Linked DNA regions of Pan troglodytes: region 2 is linked to region 1. The links are chromatin contacts, called in public Hi-C maps. All regions are on one chromosome and are shown on one strand. Each heading gives the region's core, a stretch centred on a gene start, on an enhancer-like site or on the middle of the called end of the contact. The rest is flanking DNA. Distances are from core to core; before and after follow the strand shown.

The links. Hi-C and Micro-C count contacts between places; a contact is called where the count stands out from the background.
Region 2: a contact with region 1 is called in a Hi-C map of induced pluripotent stem cells, with 2.5 times the contacts expected there. The contact joins two enhancer-like sites. A contact is called at or near these places in 4 of 7 Hi-C or Micro-C datasets (induced pluripotent stem cells, a lymphoblastoid cell line and stem cell-derived neural progenitor cells).

What each region holds. Positions count from the first base shown.
Region 1 is chr18:79,904,178-79,911,037 of NHGRI_mPanTro3-v2.0_pri, forward strand. The region is part of intron 1 of LOC134808772 (a long non-coding RNA gene); the gene reads left to right. Among named protein-coding and RNA genes, the nearest start is that of PLCG2, 34 kb to the right of the region's middle. Within about 2 kb of position 4,049, at least 14 of the 24 cell types and tissues checked have an H3K27ac peak or open chromatin away from gene starts, as enhancers often do. A contact at or near this core is called in induced pluripotent stem cells, where this site is marked.
Region 2 is chr18:80,034,062-80,041,039 of NHGRI_mPanTro3-v2.0_pri, forward strand. The region is part of intron 7 of PLCG2 (phospholipase C gamma 2); the gene reads left to right. Among named protein-coding and RNA genes, the nearest start is that of PLCG2, 96 kb to the left of the region's middle. Within about 2 kb of position 1,705, at least 1 of the 24 cell types and tissues checked has an H3K27ac peak or open chromatin away from gene starts, as enhancers often do. A contact at or near this core is called in induced pluripotent stem cells, where this site is marked.

The DNA.
Region 1 (6,860 bases), core at 2,799-5,298:
TCATTTCTTTGTGTTGTGAACACTGAAAATCTCTTCTAGCTTTTTGAAAATATACAATAAGCCATAGTTAACCATATTCACCCTACAGTGATGCAGAACGCCAGAGCGCGTTCCTCCTACCTAGCTGAAATTTGTGTGCATTCACCAACTTCTCCCTATCCTCCCCTCCCTCCTCCCCTTCCCAGCCTCCAGTATTCAAAATTCTACTCGCTTCCTCCATGTGCTCAACATTTAAACACAGATTTTAATTGTGGTAGAAAGCACACAAAAGTTACCATTGTGGGGGCGGGGAGGGGTGTTGGCTAAAATTGAAAAGGTAGCAGAGTACCTCTCAGTCAAAAGATGACCTAGAGAGTCCATTACTCCAAGTACATAGTACCCCTGTAAAATAGGGGTTAGGTCTCATGCATGCATTCAACCTGCTAGGTGCCAGGAAGTGCTCAAGGAAGGGCCTGACTGGGATGAGACCAACGAGGGCTCCAGGTGCAGAGTTGAGGATGGTGCTGCTTCACAGGTGATGACCCTGCCTGTGTATGACTCTAAGAGTGACTGTCATCTTCCATCCTACTCCTGGGGCCCAGCCTGTCTCCCTGGAGCCCCAGCCCCCATGCAGGGTGAAGGAGGGTTTAGATGACTTGGCAGAGTCTTAGTCCAGCCAGGGAAGGAATGTCCCATGCACTACCCCTGAGAAATGACTCCATCAACAGTGGTTTGAGGAGCGCTTAGTATGTGCTGGGAACTGGGGTGGACAGGAGTGACCACAGGCATCCCACTGCTTTCAGGGAGCTGGTGGGGAGAACTCAAGACAGATGATAGCACATATAATCATTTGTTACCCCACGGTGGGTGCTGTGAAGGAAAGAGCCAGGTGCTAAGAGACGGGAGTGAACAGGGGCCGGGAGCCTCACTTCCCATCTGGCCAGACTTCCTCAGGTTCTGGGACCCAGCTTCACAGGGCCCCTCGTCCTCCCAGCTTTGAAGTTCTTATCATTGGTCCCGCTCCTCTTGTTCTTCCAGACGTGTGAAGAGGGCCTGCTCTGTGTCATTATCAACTTGCAATAACTTAGTGTCCCATTTCATCTTTTTGGTTCTCAATACCTGCTTCACAGTTCACCTATTATGTTTTATCAACAGAAGAACCAGTCTAGCTGGGTTCGGTGGCTCATGCCTGTAGTCCCAGCACTTTGGGATGCTGAAGTTGGGGGATCACTTTAGCCCAGGAGTTTGAGACCAGCCTGGGCAACATAGCGAGTCTCTGTCTCTACTAAAAAAGGAAAAGAAAAGACAGAAAAGGAAAGGAAAGGAGGAAGGAAGGAAAGGAAAGGAAGAAAAAGATAGCTGGGCATGGTGGTGCACACCTGTAGTCACAGCTACTAGCGAGGCTAAGGTGGGAGGATCACACGAGCATGGGAGGTTGAGGCTGCAGTGAGCCACAGTAGCACCACTGCCCTCCAGTCTGGATGACAGAGAGAGACCCTATCTCAAAAACAAAAACAAAACAAAAGAACCGGTGTGCTCTGTCTCTTGACTGGACCGACTGGCACAGACTTGCTGGAACACTGGTCACCCAGGCAAAGAGCCCAGGTAGAGCGACCTGTGTGGTCAAAAGCCAGGAGGCTGGAGGGAGTGAGGGACATTCCCGGAGCCAGAGGCCAGAGGGGCCAGAGGGGAGTGAATGGGGTGAGGTTGGGCTCAGGAATAGGCACCTCATTCACCCTGAGCTGATGAGAACCAGGCTTAGGGCTTTTATTGGAACTGGTGGGTTAGGAGATCCTCTCTCTTGTGGATGTGAAGCCAGGAGAAAGGAAAGCTGCAGCTATGCAGGGCTCCTGTGGGAGACAGCCTGCCTGGAGGTGAGGCCCACCCCAAGGGAGGGAGAGTGGCGAGATGAAGAAAGACTAAGTCCCAATGACATTGTTGGAGCCCCTTGATCCAGCTGTGACTGTGGCCCTGGGTTTTCAGTTACATGAGGGGATAACCTCCTTTTTTTTCTTTTTCTTTTTTTTTTAAGACAGAGTCTTGCACTGTTATGCAGGCTGGAGTGCAGTGGTGCGATCTGGCTCACTGCAACCTCCACCTCCTGGGTTCAAGCAATTCTCCTGTCTCGGCCTCCCAAGTAGCTGAGATTACAGGCATCCGCCACTGCACCCAGCTATTTTTTTGTATTTTTAGTAAAGACAGGGTTTCACTGTGTTGGCCAGGATGGTCTCAAACTCCTGACCTCGTGATCCACCCGCCTCGGCCTCCCAAAGTGCTGGGATTACAGGCGTGAGCCACCGTGCCCAGCCAACTTCCCTTTTTTTTTTTTTTTTTTTGTGTGAGATGGAGTCTCACTCTGTCGCCCAGGCTGGTGTGCAGTGGCGTGATTTCGGCTCACTGTCAGCTCCGGCTCCTGGGTTCACGCCATTCTCCTGCCTCAGCCTCCCAAGTAGCTGGGATTACAGGTGCCCGCCACCACGCCTGGCTAATTTTTGTATTTTTAGTAGAGACAGGGTTTCACTCTATTAGCCAGGATGGTCTCAATCTCCTGACCTCGTGATCTGCCTGCCTTGCCCTCCCAAAGCGTTGGGATTACAGGCGTGAGCCACCGCACCCAGTCCCCCAACTTCCCTTTTTGATTAAAACAGATTGAGGTGACTTTTCTTCTCACTTGTAACCAAAAAAATTCCAAATCTTTTGGCACTCCATAAGTAGCCGTCATGATGGTGAAGCTGGTGGGGATGATAAGGGGATGATAAGGGTGAAGCTGGTGAGGATTTTTTTTTTAAGACAGTCGTGCTCTGTCACCCAGACCATGGCTCTCTGCAGCCTTGACCTCCTGGGCTCAAGTGATCTCCTACCTCAGCCTCTTGAGTAGCTGGGTCTACAGACATGGGTCACCATACCCAGCTAATTTTTGTTTACAGGCAAAGTCTCACTATGTTGCCCAGGCTGATCTTGAACTCCTGGGCTCAAACAATTCTTCCGCCTCAGCCTCCCAAAGTGCTGGGATTACAGGCATGAGCCAGTGCTCCCAGCCCAGGAATTGGAATTTTTTAGAGCATCTGGAGAGGTGAAAAAGGGGGCCAACAGGCTGGATGCTGCAGGAAGGAAGGGGAAAGGAAGAAGGGTTGGTTTTTCTGGATTCAAAGTGTCTCATCTTAACTCCAATCCTGGACTTTAAAAATAATGTTATGCAGTGGAACCTTTTTCCTGTTGATTCCATATACATTCAGCAAAGAATATAAGATGATTAAGTGCTGGTTGTAAATGACCTCCAGCAATGGGGCTGGGTTTTGCATCCGGGTCACTGCAGGGCTGAACTAGAAAAGGTTGTGTTGGGTAACCCAGCCCAAGATTCAATCTTGATTGGTCTAAGCCAGTGGTGGCATTCCTAGCCTCCCTCCCACTGATTGGCCGCGAAGGCCATATGACCTAGTGCTGACCCATGAGAGGTAAGGAGAGTTGCCGGAAGCCTTCTTGGATGACCTGTGGCCACAGGAACCTCTCTTTTCTGTAAGTTGCAATATCCCTTAGGGTTGTCACTGAAAATCTTCATGTTTGACCATCCTCTGCCTCTCCCAAGTTGAATTTTGCTCAGTTTCATCCAAACAACAATGACTATAACTCAGGGTTGCATTCAACATATTTAACAACCGAGATAACATGGACCCTGACTAACTAATAGCCACTGGCCACAGACTGCAGGCCATATGGTAATTACCAGCTGGATGTCAACCCCAAGTCTGCTCCCTATTATGGGCTGCATGTGGTTGGCTCCTGGGGATACAGAGATAAATTATGCGCATTTACTGCTCTCAAGGTGGGCAGTCTGGTAGCTTCTGTAAGAAAAAGTAGGTTAAGTCTAGAATGCCAATGTTTCGCATTTTCCCTGTAAATCTCAGGTTCTGACCTTGGCTGACATTAGGGTCCGGGGGAGCTTGGCCCAGGCTGATTCAGCAGATCTGGAGGGGCATGGGCATGTATGTTTAAACAAAGTCCCAGCTGGGAACCTCTGCTTTCAGCTATCCATTCAGAGGCCGAGTTCAGGGGCCAGACGTTATTCCTGAGCCTCCTGGCTGTCATACAGCGAACGACCTGACTCTCTGTAGGGGCGAGACTAGCCCATTCAAAGGTGCGTCCTTCCTTTTTCTTTAGAAGGGACCAAGTGTGTAAAGGAGGAAGAACAAGGGTGCACTTCTGGGGACAACATAATGTCACAGAACCAGGGAAGGAATTTCATGGCCCCTAGAAAACTCAACAGGCAAGAGGATGCCAAACTCGAATGGAACCTCTATTAACCCCAAAGTCAGACAGGACCAGCCCACGGGTGCTCAGGGCACTGTGGCACAAACAGGGCCGGCCTGCTGGATAAAGGGAGGTAGAAACGCTTTCAGCCCTCCCCGGTGCTTCCCGGTTTATAACTTCATCTACTCGTGACACGTGGGGGTCCGCCGCCGCCACTGGCAGGGTGCCTTGAGTGCTTGAGTTTTCGCCTCCAGCACAGGTGGAGAACGCAACTCCCAGAAAACATCTGGGGCGGAAACGGAAGCATGGCCGCAGCGGTGAACGCACTGCATTCTGGGAAATGTAGTCGAAACGGCCGCTGGGGCAGAGTGAGCACCCACAGTGGTGCCTTCTGGGGAGGGTCGTTTTCACGTAGTCCAAGAGCCAGGGGTGGGAGCCGCGGGGCTCTCACCCCAGCGCCGGGAGGGGATGAACAACTTTTGGATTTTGAATTTAAGTGTAGGATTTCGTTTTGTCAGTCTCCAACCCTAACACCCAAGGAGGCAGAGAATAAGAGCAATATACACTTCTGTGATGCCATTCATGTCTGCATTGATTATTTCTCCGTCGAACTTGAGTAAACAGGCAGTTTAACCTCCCAAGCATCTGTAAAGTGGGCATATTAATAATTCCCACTTCTCAGGCTTGATAACATCAATCAGGTAACTGGTACAGTGCCTGACACACCTTCATTGCCCTCTTCTCTTGGAACCAGTGGAGCCTACAAAGCAAACAGATGTGCTTTGTAACCAGGAGTATGAATTCTGCTCCAGGAGAGCACGGGGGACTTTGTCATATTTTGGGAGTTATAATTTCATTAAATTCCAGCCAAAATTCATAGGCAAAAACGTAAGCAAATCTTGTCACATAAAGGGATTCAGCAAAGGTACACCAACCACCTTGCTAGCCAGGACACAGTGAGATGAAACTTAAAAGCATATGACAAGTTTCTGGGGTCAAGCATTCTCAAACAGTACTAGTGATAGTATTAATGGGTTTATCCTCTATAAAGAGTAATTTGGCAATAGCTTTCAAAATTACAAAGGCATATATGTGCAGCTTCAGTGATTCCCCCTCTAGGAATTTCTCCTGCAGACATACTCCAAGATTTTCAAAATGACAAAAGTTTAAGAATATTAATGGGACTGGGCGCGGTGGCTCACACCTGTAATCCCAGCACTTTGGCAGGCTGAGGCGGGCAGATCACTTGAGGTTAGGTGTTTGAGACCAGCCTGGCCAACATGTTGAAACCCCATCTTTACTAAAGGTACAGAAACTAGCCTGGCGTGACGGTGGGTGCCTGTAGTCCCAGCTACACGGGACACTGAGGCACAAGAATTCCTTGAACCCGGAAGGTGGAGGTTGCAGTGAGGTGAGATTGTGCCACTGCACTCCAGCCTGGGCGACAGAGGAAGACTCTGTCTGAAATAATAATAATAATATTAATGGTAGTATTGTTTTTTAAATAAATGATTGGAAGTCATCTAGACATCTGTGGATAGAGGATGAGTTACATCAATTGTGATGTGTCCATATACTGCAATACCATGCAACCATTTAAAATAATGAGGTGCAACATCACCTATATAATATTCTTGCAAAAAAAATGTTTAACCTAAATCTATTATGAGGAAAGAAACAGAAATTCAAGTTAAGAGAGATTTGCAAAATGCCTGGACGCTCAAAAATGTCAGTGTCATAAAAGACAATATGGACTGGCGGACTGTTTTAGATTACAGTAGACTAGAGACATGACTGTTAAATGAATGACTTTTTTTCTTTCCATTGTTTTTTGAGATGGAATCTCACTCTGTCACCCAGGCTGGAGTGCAGTAGCGTGATCTTGGGTCACTGCCACCTCTGCCTCCCAGGTTCAAGTGATTCTCCTGCCTCGGCCTCCCGAGTAGCTGGGATTACAGGCACCTGCAAGTACACTCAGCTAATTTTTGTATTTTTAGTAGAAACAGGGTGTCCCCATATTGGCCAGGCTGGTCTCGAACTCCTGACCTCAGATGATCCACCCACCTCGACCTCCCAAAGTGCTGGGATTACAAGCCTGCGCCACCGCACCCGGCCAAGGCCTGTAGTTTGAGATAGCCTGGCCAACATGGTGAAACTCCATCTCTACTAAAAATACAAAATTTAGCTGGGCTTGGTGGCACATGCGTATAATCCCAGCTACTCAGGAGGCTGAGGCATGAGAATTGCTTGAACCTGGAAGGTGGAAGTTGCAGTAAGTCGAGATGGTGCCACTGTACTCTAGCCTGGGCGACAGAGTGAGACTTTGTCTCAAACTTAAAAAATTAAAAAAAAAAACATGAAAAAAGAAAGGTGCAGAGCAGAGTATGCAGAATGCTGCATTTTTGTGGAAATGCTCAAAGACTGAGTCTGAAAGGAGACACAAGAAAGAGGTGACTAAGGATGTCTCGGGGAGGAGAACTGGTTTGGGGGAGGGGACATTAGGGGTAAACAGGGGACTTCTTGCACTTACCCTTTTAGACCTTTTGAATGGCATACCATGTGCCTGTATAAACTATTCAAATTGCAAAAAAATAACTTCAAAGAAGACTGTTTCTGGGAAAGCACTTGTGGTC
Region 2 (6,978 bases), core at 455-2,954, 130 kb after region 1:
AAACAGAGAATGCAATAATCCTCCTTTTGCTCATTTTTATGAGCAGGGGGAGAGTATGGAAGAAAGCACCTCACATTTAATGTTGATTTTGTGTGTGTGCTGGAAGGGGTTGGGAAGATAGGCAGGAAGGATAGTTACCTTTTCTTTGCACAGCTCATCTTCTGTGGTATGTTCCAAGTAACATGTTACCTTTGCAATAAAAAGTTCCATAGAGCATAAAGTTTTAAAATTGAGACTATTCTGTGCGACGCACCTAGCACAGTACCTGGTAGGTGGCACACATTCAGTAAGTAGGGGCTGCTGTTGTTGCTGTCAGGAAAGGGCTTTGCAGACTGCAAAAGAGTTCCCAGGGAAAGCTGTGAGGGCGTCGGGAGTACCTGGAACTTGGAGTCAGGTGGCTGTGGTTTCTCCAGTTAGCTGCATGATCTTGGATGAACCACTGACTGCTCCTAGCCTCAGTCTTCTCCTCTGTGCAATGGGAGGTTGGGAGTTGTGAATACAGGCATTTTTAAGTGATGAGCATGAATGTTCCTAGAAGACAGTCATTAATTGCTTTCTGCATGCAGAGCTGTGGGCTGGCCACACAGTGAGGCCACCTGATGGGTGACCCCTGGCCGTGGGACTTTGGATGTATCTGAGTTAGAGAAATGGGAGGGCCATTTCCTATCTGCCCAGATTTGGGGAAAACATATTTCATAGAGTGGATCATTGAATTGCAATGTGTTCATTTTTTCTCATATATAATAATTAGTTATTTGTTTGCCAAATGAAATAGAAAGATTGCAGGCTTGGGAGTTGGGAGAACTGGATTCTAGACCAACTTGACCTCTAACTGACCAAGTAATGTTGGGGGAAGCCATCTCTGTCCTCTCACTTAGCCTTTTCTATAAAATGAAGGTATTAAATGAGATCAATGGTTATAAAACTTTTAATACTCTTTAATCCCCTCTCCTTTAGACAGGAAACTGTAACAACCACCACAAAAACCATGATTCATAAAAGCTTATCAGAATACTTTTTAAGGTTAAAACCTGTAACTTTAAAAATAGTCCTTGAGAACAATGACGTGTGTCATTGAACATAGAACATGTCATAGAACAATGATGACAGTGTGCGTATGAAATTTGGAACGGTGACGATTGTCATCTTATGCAATTGACCAGGACTGAGAAAAACTCGATTTACTCAAGATAAGTAGTTGCAAATAACAGTTTTTTTTTAAAAAATAATAGTTTACCTTGAAATTTCAAGATGCTGTGTTGTCAGACAGATGTCAGGCAAAGTTTGAAAATAAGATTTGCACATGGCTGGGAGCAGTAGCTCACGCCTGTAATCCCACCACTTTGGGAGGCCAAGGCAGGAGGATCCTTTGAGCTCAGGAGTTTGAGACTAGCCTGGGCAACATAGTGAGACCCAGTCTGTATTATTAAATAATATTAAAAATAAAAAAAAAAAGATTTGCAGAAAAGCTGTTTCACCTGCTACCAGATTAACCCATTCATTGATGGTTTCCACTGTGGTAACATTCCACATAAGAGGTATTTCAACCTGTACTTTAATTATGGCTCTTATTAAGGCTAGTCTGTGTGTTTGTGTCTATGAGGGAGAAACATAAATTGGAATCAGAGTTTTACAAAATATCAGAACCCTCTGGGGTGCCCTAGATTGCCCCGTGTGGAACTTTGTATGGCAAAGATTCTGCCGATACTAAAGGTTGACCCCTGGTGGCCAGAATGCCACATTGAGCCTGCCCCTGGTTGTACTTGAGCTAATGGTTTAAATATGTTAAAAATTAATTGCCTACATTTAAAACTTGAGAGATTATATTATATATTAAAATCTAGATTGTTGGCTTCCCTTAGGAAAAAAATTGAGATCTGGCTATAAATAGGGTCACATCTCGCCATGGAACGGTCCGCATTCTCTGTATCGACCCAGCCCCATACAGCTCTGTCTGCTCATTTATGTTGCTTACCTGACCCCAAAGAAGTTTTGCTTTGGCAACCCTCATCTCCACTGTTTGAGGGTATAACTCTCCAGTTTGGTCACTGCATTTTAAAAATTTAATTTAATGACAGATTTGAATAACAAAGTCCCAAGCTATGTAGATGGCTTCTGGCCAGCTCTAAGAACCTCACTGCTGTTGTGTAGGTAAATGCCCATCCCCTAACCTGTTAGCAAATTGTTTACTTCCTGTTCCTGGCTGGAAGCACAGGGCAGAGAAAAGTACCTGTTTTGTGATTTGGGGGGAAGGAGGGCCTAGCTGGATTTCTCAGGCTCCTGCAGGAGACAGAGCTATTTATGGTGACTTATAATCCCCAGAACTAAATCCAGGGAGTGGGTTCATGCTTATCAGTAGCCAAACGGCTTCCATCGTGAGCTTGCTAGTTCCTCTTTGTGTCTAACCACCTGCCTATGTTGCAGCTCTCGAGCCTCAGAGTTTCCAAAAGTGTGGCAGCAGGAGGAGGATAAAAAATTTAATCTCACGTTTGTGTCTCCCTGGTGAGGGGATATACCTCTAACTAGGCTGGAATAACAGTATCATTAACGAAGATGATAGCCAACATTTTCTCAGGTGGACTATTTGCTAGGCACTATCCTATGTGTTTTTTTGTTTTTTTGTTCTTTTTATTTGAGACAGAGTCTTTCTCTGTTGCCCAGGCTGGAGTGCAATGGCACGATCTTGATTCACTGCAACCTCTTCCTTCCGGGTTCAAGCGATTCTCCTGCCTCAGCCTTCTGAGTAGCTGGGATTACAGGCATGCACCATCACGCCTGGCTAATTTTTGTATTTTTAATTGAAACGGGGTTTCACCATGTTGGCCAGGCTAGTCTCAAACTCCTGACCTCAAGTGATCCTCCCGCCTTGGCCTCCCAAAGTGCTGGGATTACAGGTGTGAGCCATCATGCCCAACCTGCTCTATGTGTTTTGTATACATTTAATTCCCCCCTAGAGGCCTGTGCAAGAGCTACTGTTGTTATTGCCATTTTAGGGATTAAGAAACTGAGGTCCAGAGAGGTTACTTTGCTGAAGGCCTGCTTACTGCAGGGTAGTAAGCTGCAGAGCTAGGATTTGATTTTCTGCCCAACTTTGACGCATGGCCATGGAATACTTCTTAATTTTTGAATCCTTTGTATTGAAGAAAATGTAAAGCATATACAAGTAGAGAGAATAGCGTAACAGACCCCCATGTATCATCAGCTGACTTCAGCCATTATCACCTTGTCGCTGCCCTCACCCAAGTCCCTTTTCTCACGTTTTGCAGCAGACGTCACCCAGCAAATCAGGTCACCTGCCACTATTGTAATTTAATGCCTGGCTACGTGACTGCGACCCTGCTACCTCCTGATCAAACCTGTGAAGTCCCCTGTGGTTACAGCATTCTTACATAAAAATAGAAAGCACTTGCAAAAAATAAAAAAGAAAATTGAGAAGCCTGCTAACCTATCTCTGGTTGTTCCTACGATCCAGTCAGGCATTGAAGGATTGTTCTGCTGGATTTTACATGGGTGTGAGCATGGGGGAGGTGAGTGATGAGCGTTCTGTGACGATGTTTGTGGAGGAGCTCAGAGATCTTGCAGTTTATTCTTATTGTCAGTGGCTGGCAAGAGGAGAGTCCACAGTGGAGAAGTTAGATAGAATCTCTGGTTAGCTTTTCTTTTTCTTTCTTTCTTTTTTTTTGTTTTTGAGACAGGGTCTCACTTTGTCACCGAGGCTGGGGTGCAGTGGTACAATCATGGCTCACTGCAGCCTCGAACTCCCTGGCTCAGATGATTCTCCCACCTCAGCCTCCGGAGTACCTGGGACCACAGGCGTGTGCCACCATGCAGGCTAATTTTTGTATTTTTTGTAGAGACAGTTTCACCATGTTACCCAGGCTAGGCTTGAACTCCTGGGCTCAAGTGATCCACCCGCCTTGGCCTCCCGTAGTGCTGGGATTATAGACATGAGCCACTGTGCCTGGCCTAGCTTTTCTATTGATGAGATTTTACCCTTGGCCTTCCAGAACCAAATGGTTCCTACAGCCTAAGTACCACTGAGTGCGTAAGACCAGCTTCGGTTGTGAAAGGGCGTGTGCCTTCAGCCACGTGGGAAAACTCCATTCTTTTCCCTCCCTTTCTTAGTGCCCTGGCCCCTGCTTCTGTGACCCCCGCCTCTGGCATGGCGCCTTCTCTTGTCCAGCTGGTAACTTCTCCTGGGGCCCGACTCAAAGATGACATTTCCCTGTAGCCTTTTAGCTACCAGAAGAAATTAGTTTATCTATTATTTTAGTCACTCATCCAGTAAATGTGTGCGTGACCCAAGAGGGCACAGTGGTTAACAATACAGCTGTTTCTCCTGACCTCACTGGCCCTTTGCTGGGGTGGGAAGGTCCTGGGATGTTGCCCAGAGTGACGTAAGGCCCAGTGCCACCCCTGTCCCTTGGTTAGGTAGAATCTGACCACATAACCCTCCATGGTAATGCCGAACATAAATTAACTGCTGCCTCCACTGTGCACCCGTAGCATCTAGAATATTCTCTGATTGCTGGAATCTCATTTATTGTGTGTACATTTGTACGTGTATTGTGGGATGCTAGAGATTTACCAAGGTGGGCCTGGGTTGAAATTCTGGCCCCTGGACTTGTTAGGAGAAAAGTCCTTGCCTCCCTGGGCCTGTTTCTTGTTTCTGAAACGGGGCTTATTTTACTACCTGATGGGATCAGCGGGAGGAGTGACTGAGACTGTGACCATCTTGCCCCAGCTCATGGAGCCCATGTTCATTTCCTGCGGCCGCTGTGGCAAGTACTGCAACTCGTGGCTTAAAAATAACAGAAGTGCCGGGCACGGTGGCTCACGCCTGTAATCCCAGCACTTTGGGAGGCCAAGGCGGGCGGATCACGAGGTCAGGAGATCGAGACCATCCTGGCTGACACAGTGAAACCCTGTCTCTACTAAAAATACAAAAAAAATTAGCCGGGTATAGTGGCGGGTGCCTGTAGTCCCAGCTACTTGGGAGGCTGAGGCAGGAGAATGGCGTGAACCTGGAGGCGGAAGTTACAGTGAGCCGAGATCGCGCCACTGCACTCCAGCCTGGGCGACAGAGCGAGACTCCGTCACAAACAAACAAACAAACAAACAAACAAAATAATGCAGAAGTTTATTCCCTCACTGTACTGGAGGTTAAAAGTCCAAAATCCAGGTGTTGGCAGGGCCACACCCCTCGGAAGGCTCCAGGGAAGGATGTGTTCCAGACCTCTTTCATGGCTTCCAGCGGCTGCCAGCAATGCTTCAAGCATTCCTCGGAGTGTGGACACCGCCTGGCTGCTGGTGGCTGCCAGCAGTCCTACAAGTGTTCCTCGGTGTGTAGATGGCATTGCTCTTTGGTGTGTAGACACCATCACTCCTCGGCGTGTAGGCGCCATCGCTTCTTGGCGTGTAGATGTCATTGCATCGCTCCTTGGCTTGTAAATGTCATTGCATCGTTCCTTGGCTTGTAGATGTCATTGTGCCAGTCTCTGCCTCCATCATCACATGGACCCCTTTTCTCTGTGTGCTTCTCTGTCTCCAAATCTCCCTCTTTTTTTTTTTAATTTTTTTTTTTTTTTTTTTTTTGAGACGGAGTCTCGCTCTGTCACCCAGGCTGGAGTGCAGTGGCGCCATCTCGGCTCACTGCAAGCTCTGCCTCCCGGGTTCACGCCATTCTTCTGCCTCAGCCTCCCGAGTAGCTGGGGACTACCAGCGCCCACCACCACGCCTGGCTAATTTTTTGTATTTTTTTAGTAGAGATGGGGTTTCACCGTGTTAGCCAGGATGGTCTCCATCTCCTGACCTAGTGATCCGCCTGCCTCGGCCTCACAAAGTGCTGGGATTACAGGTGTGAGCCACCGTGCCCGGCCCAAATCTCCCTCTTTTAAGAAGCCAGGCACTGGATTCGGGTCCACCCTAACCCAGCAAGGCCTCATCTTAACTTGATTGCACCTTGCAAGGACCCTAATTCCAAAGAAGGTCATGCCCATGGGTACTGGGTATTAGGACTTGGACATATATTCCCGGGGACACCATCCTATACATAATACTAGCTATAACTTCTTCTATCTTTAGAACGTCTTCCGTGATCACCTGTGCCCCATACCGTCAACTACAGCCCCATTTATCTGCCCCCTTTAAAGTAACCTACTCCAAGAGCTGTCTACGCTTCCCTTCTTCCCACTGTCTCTTGAGTCTATTCCCGTCGTGTTTCCATCCCTGCCTCCTAGAGCACTTCATCTTGGCACGTCAGCCATCACCTCCATGTGTTGCAAATCCAGAAGTCTGCCCCGTGGTCTTTATCTTGTCCACTCAGCAGCACGTGTCAAAGCTGGTCACTCTCTCCTTGATGTTGTAACTTGCCTTTGGGATGCCCGACTGTCTTCCTTATCTTGCCTCTCACTGTTGGTTCTCTTGCAGCGTTTGTGGCTCTTGGCTTTCAGTTGTTCTTTTTCATTCTCTGTCCTGCTCTGCGTCCCAGGGGCCGATTCCTGCAAACACGTTCCCAGGTGCCTGTGCCAATGAGCTTCCGGTTGCTTCAACAAGCAGAGTGTCCGGGCAGGGAGTTGCAAGGCCTGGCAGAGGAGGGGAAGCCAGGTCTTTCCTGGTTCTGGGAGCATCTGTACCATGGTGGTATCTCTGCCATTGTCCGAGCTCCCTGAGTGGGGGAATGCGGTGCGGGCTTTTTCTGTGCTTTGTTGAAAGGAATGTAAAGGAAGGAGAGGGCTGAAGAATTGCATGTGGTGGTCATTGAGGGGGGCCACACACTGGGCTCCCTCCAGATGTAAATAAGCTGGGTGTGGGGCTTTGAGCTTGGAAGTGTTCTAGCCCCTGATGCCTTCAGCACCAGGCTGACCTGGTGACCTAAGCAGTAAATGAGTCCAAATAGCAACATGCCCTGTCTAAAATCTGCACCACCACCCCTTTTTAAAAAGAAATACCTATGCTGTAAATTACACATCAACAAAA